Regions from separate parts of the Mus musculus genome. Here region 2 is linked to region 1. The links are chromatin contacts, called in public Hi-C maps. All regions are on one chromosome and are shown on one strand. The core of a region is the stretch at or near the end of the contact, and the rest is flanking DNA. Distances in the headings are between cores, read along the strand shown. Region 1 overlaps Fut9 (fucosyltransferase 9). Region 2 holds the start of Manea (mannosidase, endo-alpha).

The links. Hi-C and Micro-C count contacts between places; a contact is called where the count stands out from the background.
Region 2: a Hi-C map of cerebellum shows a contact between it and region 1, with 1.8 times the contacts expected there. The contact joins the promoter of Manea here to the enhancer-like site in region 1. A contact is called at or near these places in 2 of 39 promoter capture datasets (embryonic stem cells and hippocampal neurons) and 1 of 484 Hi-C or Micro-C datasets (cerebellum).

Annotation. Positions count from the first base shown.
Region 1 is chr4:25,626,043-25,629,350 of GRCm38.p6, forward strand. All of the region lies in intron 2 of Fut9 (fucosyltransferase 9), which reads right to left. Among named protein-coding and RNA genes, the nearest start is that of Gm24977, 61 kb to the left of the region's middle. Within about 2 kb of position 1,614, at least 25 of the 459 cell types and tissues checked have an H3K27ac peak or open chromatin away from gene starts, as enhancers often do. A contact at or near this core is called in cerebellum, where this site is marked.
Region 2 is chr4:26,344,960-26,348,267 of GRCm38.p6, forward strand. Manea (mannosidase, endo-alpha) reads right to left here and starts at 1,693. Exons shown (of 5, transcript NM_172865.2): 1 at 1,638-1,693.

The DNA.
Region 1 (3,308 bases), core at 364-2,863:
CATATTGGACAATTACCTTTGCTGGGAAAACTTGTAGGGACTATAGAAAAAACATCTTTTCTTTCTGCAGACAGTGGTGATCAAGGAGTCAGTTGGACCATGGTGATTTCTGGGTCTGAAGATCACAGTGGGGCTCCTTGGTGAATTATGGATTAATAGAGTTACTCTGGGTTCACTTTTCTTTGCTATTCTTCTGTTCAAGTGCTATACTATATCCATCTAACAGTTTCACTTGTGTAGATTAGCTATAACTGTTTTATTACTTGATGTAGACAAACCCAAAGAAAAGTACCAAACAACCTCCACTCCAAATAATCAGAGAAAAAAATTTGTATAAACTAATCTTTACACCAATTCGTTTCTCTTTCCCTCAAGATGCAAAGTGTAGATCATGAACCCTTCAAAAACTTATAATTATCTGGATTAAAACTTTGAAAAGTATAGAATATATACATTCTTAAAACTGGAATAATTATATTACTTTGTATAAATTCTTTTACCAACTCCAGGTAAAGTTTAGGAACTTGTCAGTTTGTAAATGGAAGTTAGTATGTGCATAGTAAGTTCAGAGAACTACTCTTTTTCAATATAATCATGATCTGATAATAGCATCATATTAGTTTGTGGTTACTCAAACTCCAAAGATACAAATTGCCATGGTCCATCTGATTCCTTGATCACCACTGTCTGCAGAAAGGAAAGATTTTGTTTGCTTGTTTTCCTTGCAATTTTCACACTAAGAATACTTAGACATTTTAAAACAAAATACTATTCCTTTATTCTATACCACAGTGTACTCTGTTTTATACTATGCAGCTGTATACATTCCTGACTTCTCTTTCAAGGTCCTCTGAAACTTCAAATGATCTCAGAGCTCTCCCTTTCTCGAGGGCTTTGTTGGCTTCAGTTCCCACAGGTCTCTACATTTGATGCTGAGCTGTACACCTCTTGTCTTGGGAGAGAAGCCGTTTACTTTTTGGCAAGAAGATACTTGTTGATTTCTGGAATGAACTCAAAATTGTGTCTCTGACTCTCTGTCAAAGATTCTTAAATAAAATGTCTGGTGTTTCCATGAGTAAGCCTGTGTTTTGCTTCCTGGGACTCTGGGGAGCTTTCTACTAATTCCTCTAGTAAGTACAGGGTCACCTGGGCTCCCCCAATGTCACTGGTCCTTTTGCTGAGTCCTTTTCAGAATGGTTTAGATTGGAGTTCTGTCTGTCTTTAGGCAACCCAGTGAAAGACATTTTTCTTTTACCCTGCCCCCCTTTCCTTTCCACTTTCAGATGTTTGTTTCTATTAATAAATGTGCTACCAAATGCCGTTTTTCATGCACTATTGACTCTTTTATTTCAGTGCTTTTTATGTTCATTCCCTTTGAATTTTTGTTTTAATTCAGGGATTAACCTCTTTTTCTTTGTGCTTTCATCCGATCTCTCTCTCCTATATCACTAGTTCTTAATCACTGTCTTTATTCACTGTAGAAGCTCTATTTACCAGCTTGAGCTATAGTCACAGCAATCAGATTTGACACAGAGCCCAAGTATAGTCTGGCTCATATTCCCTAGGGGATGCTGTAGACAGGAGCAGGCATTCCTTTATGACTTTTTTCTTTCTTCCTAGAATATGCTTATGGTGCCCCTGGAGGCCAGCAGTCTTTCATAACTGGGCTGTCAGTGCCAGCATTCACTATGATTCCTATGATTCCTGCCAGGTCTTAAATCAGAGCATATAGCCCATGAAACACCAGGAAATATTGCGCGCGCGTGCGCGCGCGCACACACACACACACACACACACACACACAGAGCTACCTCATTTTACTTTGGTATATTACTATATCTTCTTAGTTTAAATATGAAATTTCCTTACATTCAAATGATAAGACAGAGAAACTAACTTTGGCAGTCCTGCATCATTTATAACCACACCAGTCCCCCACCAAATATCTTCTAGGTATTTGTTGCATCATTTGATTATTCTTCATTTATTTAAGTAAAACACCCACTCTTTTTTTTTAATTGGATATTTTATTCATTTACATTTATCCTGTAAGACTCTGGTGAGCCTTAACTTATGGGGACTCCCTGAGTGAATGACATAGAGCTGGAAATTGATGCAAAAAGCAAGAGGAATTTATTGTTTCAACATGTTGGGGGGTCACCCTGCACATGGAGAGAGAACGACCAAGCACAGCCTGTCTGGTGAGCCTTTACACGGTTCTCAAGGCAGCAGCCGTTAGGCACAATGTGGTTGGCAGAACAGTGTGACTTTTAAACTGATTGATCTTTAGGGAATGGGATAGGTGGCCAAGGTCTTGGAATGTGTCTATGAGCTCTGGGCCTCTGCTACCCTCAGGTGGCCGGTTGTCAGCCCCTCCTCCCTGTGTCTGAGAAATGTAATTAGCCCCTCCATTCCAGAGAGGATGGGTATCTATGTTCTTTATGACTTTTCTCTTCCAGGAGGCGAGGGGTCCGGTGGAATTTTCTAAAGTCCTGAGCTAACCTCTTCAATCCCCTTTTCCGGTATTCCATTTGCAACCCCTCTATCCAATCCCCCATTAACCTGTTTCTATGAGGATGCTCCCCCACCCTACTACCCACTCCTGCCTCTCTGTCCTGGCATTCCCCTACACTGGAGCATCAAGCCTTCACAGGACCAAGGGCTTCCCCTCTCTTTGATACCAGATTAGGCCCCTTCAGCTCCTTCAGTCCTTCCCCTAACTCCCCCATTGGGGTCCCTGTGCTCAATCCGATGGATGGCTGGGAGCATCTGCATCTGTACTGGCAAAGTCTCTCAGGAGACTGCTGTATCCAGCTCCTGTCAGCAAGCACTTCTTGACACCTGTTCTTTCTTGAGTGGAAAAGTGACATTGCTTCTAAGTCACCTACTTGAAACTCACTTTTTAAAATTTTACTTTAAATGATATGTAAAAAACATAGAATTGTACAGGTAACAGAATACCTACCATAAAACGTTCAATAAATCATGTAATGTTTCAATCAGATAAAACTATTTTGAGCATTTACCATTTCTTTATGGTGAAAACCTTCAAAGTCTTTTCTTCTTTGTCAAATATCCAGTTCATAGTTGATGCACCTGAATGTATCACCATACTGCTCCGAACTACATATCACTACAGTGCGTAGTAGCTCTTAGCAACTTCTACATCGTTTGCAGTAACTTCTTAGCTGTGAATTCATCTTTCTCCATTGTTCTCACTCCTTCTCCCTTCTATCCCTGTGCTTGTCTCCTTCTAGGAAGTAGATGTAAGATCATGCATTATCTGTCTTTCTGCTAGTACTTACTAT
Region 2 (3,308 bases), core at 443-2,942, 720 kb after region 1:
TAAACAACACTGTAAAAGAAAATTTATGATTTGTGTGAGGTGTATAAACAACACTGTAAAAGAAAATTCATGAAGATTCAATAATTTTGAAGACCATCTAAACAATAGAGCATCTTAAATTTTGTGACAACACATTGCCCCTGAAGCATAAAACAAGCAGTGCTCTTGCAGGAGACAGACAAAGAAACTACTTTACTTAGCTCTAACTAAAGAAAGAGGTTTCATAAGTCCCTTGTGAGAAAAACAACTACCAAACTTCCAGTCAACTGCAGGTGTGTAGCTTCTTAAAGCAAGAAGCTCAGGCTACTGACTACTAACAATGTGTCCTCACTCAAAGGGAAGTTTGCACTACCCCGAGTTAGAAAACTAGTTCTTCTGAAACCATGCTAATTTTATGTTGTGAAAGTCAAGTGATTTCGAATGAATAGTACTACATACTCCTCAAGCAGCTAAGAGATCTAAATAACCCTGAAGCCGAATGTTGTGGATTGTTTTAAATGCATTTGCTCATATTATATAGCTCAGGAAAATGCAGATTCCATTTTAAAGTTATAATTAAATTATAAAGATTCTTCCTGTTTTATTTCATTCTGTTGATGCTATTTTCTTCTAATTTTATGCTAGAGGAAGTACCTACAGTTAGATACAGCTAACGCTCAGAACACACATCTAAAACTTTCAGAATCTTGCTCAGGTCAAAGTGTGGGTAATCTTTTGTACACAAGTTCTGTCCGGCATAATCTCATTTTCCATTTTTATCTTCACAACCGTCTATGAAACAGAACTTCATGTTACAGGTGATGAAACTGAGCAGAGAACTTTTTCCAAGATTTTGGGCTAGTAAACAGCTGAGCACCCTACAAAGGCAAAACACTGTACTGGACCTTAGGTTCCTGGCTCCAGCCTGCCCTGAGCGGCCTCAAGTAGAGAAGTCATACTACAATGACATTTTTTCACTGTGGAAGGTGACTTAACAATGGTTCCCTCGCCTTCCGCTGTAGCTCACACTTAAGGAGAAGGCAGCTAGCTCATTGTGTTTATTTTCTGACCACATACTCAACTCATTGCTTATTATAGGAATAAGAGCAGCAGCTTTGTAAGTGTAACTAACCTGAAATAGTTTCACCAAAACCTACAGTAGTTCTGCATTTTTTTTTTCTTCCAAGCTGCAGCCCACACATTGCAATGCGATCAGACCAACCACTCTCATTTGTCTTTCTAAGCTCATTCCAGACCCACAACAACGCTCACGAAAGCCTCCTTGTAAGCCATTTTCAGTACTTCTCCCACTATATTATCCGTTTATGTCTTTGACAACAACAAAACAAAAGTTTTAAGCTCCGGTCCTCGCCAACTTGTTCCTCCGCAGACAGAAAAGGAGACGGCCACCCTGAAGGGACAGTGGAAAAGGCAGAGCCCGGCCAGTTAAAGGAGAACAGAACAAAGACCCCGGAGGAGGACGCACTTGTCCTGGCGGCCTTCGGGGTCGTAAGCTGGGCTAGGAGACGGCCGGGCGACCGCCAGGGGCCTCCGCTCGCAGGTTCGGGGCTCAGGACCGAGTGGTGATGAACCACCTCAGGGCCAACTCGGGCATCCAGGCAGACAAGGACGGGCTCAGGCGCGGTGCGGACACTAACCTAGCGGCGGGGACCGGCGCGGAACCGGGCTGCTGGGCTGAGCGCGACTGGATTCCTAGAGGCCCGGGGTCAAAGGGCGTCGCAGGCAGGCGGCCCACGATTGGCTGGCGGGCGAGCGCGCAGGGGTTAGCTGCGGAGTCCCTGTGGGTCTCAGTTCCGGGGCCTCACAATTGCTCACCGGGGTCTGGGACCCTGCCTCCGCGTGGACCCACCGGATAAGAGAAAGAACCGTGAATCCTACCAGGGCTGACAGCTCTTGCGGCCGCACCGCTACCCCTCCCAGGTCCCGCCTCCTAAAGGACAGCGCGGGGCGTGGCTCCAGGGGTTGAATCTCCGAGAAGGCGGGGCTTCTGGGCGGACCTAAGCGGGCGGGGCTTTCGGGGAGAGGCTCCGAGTCCCCTAGCTTGTCCTGGAGTCTACTGCAGGGTCATGGTGGAGGAAACTACATTAAGTCAGACAGTATCCCTTAATTGCTCCAAGGAGAAATGAAAGTTCTTTTACACTTTTGCCTCTCAAGATAAGCCAAGACTCTCTGATAGAGACCAGATGTGTTTTGTTTTTCACTTTTAAAAAATCCTTTTAAATGTTACTCAGATTTATAATACATTGGGTATTTCCAAAGTTTTAAAGTTGAAAACGTGTTTTAGTTTATCAAACAGTTATTGGCAAGTCAGAAGTAGACAGACAGATATATTAAACTTCCACAAGTATACTAGGAATCAATACAATTGTACAATACAATTGTGTAATTGTACAATTACAGTAGAAAGAGAATAAGTCAGAAGCAAAAAAAAAAAAAAAAAAAAAATTGCAGCAGAGGCGAGGCTGCATCTGGGGTTTCCATCTTACATCAGCCTCACATACCAAGAGGATTCTATGTTTTGTTTTTGTTGCATGGTAACAAGGCAATCTTGACTCAAGGGGTAGAACTTTCAGATGTGATGTTGTGAAAAGTATTGTAAAGGCTTCCCTTTAAAAAACTACCGGATTATAAAAGAGATTTGAAATATACATGTAAATAATGAAAGAAAATACCCTAGTGATGGCTGCAAAAGCTTAAGGCAAAGAGTCTTGTTTCACTATCACCATTAAGCAGTATATTGTGTTCTTAAATATCTTGCTCTTTTAAAAGTAGGATTTTGAAAATATGTAGTTTCCTAAAAATCCTATCTTCCTGGCTTTGCATATTAAATAAGTGAAATATTTTCTGATTTTCCATGCAAACATGTTTGCTACACATTTATGATTTGAAATTCCTAAACATACAATCTATTTTGCATCAACTAGTTTGCTTCATCATTATAAAAACTGTCTTTTAATGTTTTCCCCAAAATGTCATCAAATTGAATTTCCTTTAAGTTATGTGTTCCCCTCCATCCTGAAGATATCCGCCTGTTCACATCCCTCTGGCTATTAGGCTTACTGGAAAAATGACTGCTTTCAATCTAAGTTCATTTTATTTTGGATATTTTAATTAATTTCTATGTGAAGAAATAAATGTACCTTATGTACAAATACCTTCACTTTGTGCATTGTCTTCACTTCTGTGGTATCTTGATAATCAAAATCCTTAAAGTTTAGGATATTTCTTGTTGCATTTAAGAATATTACAATTGTGTAACCTTGCATCAGACATTAAATTTTTACAATTGACACAAAAATTTGTGGTAC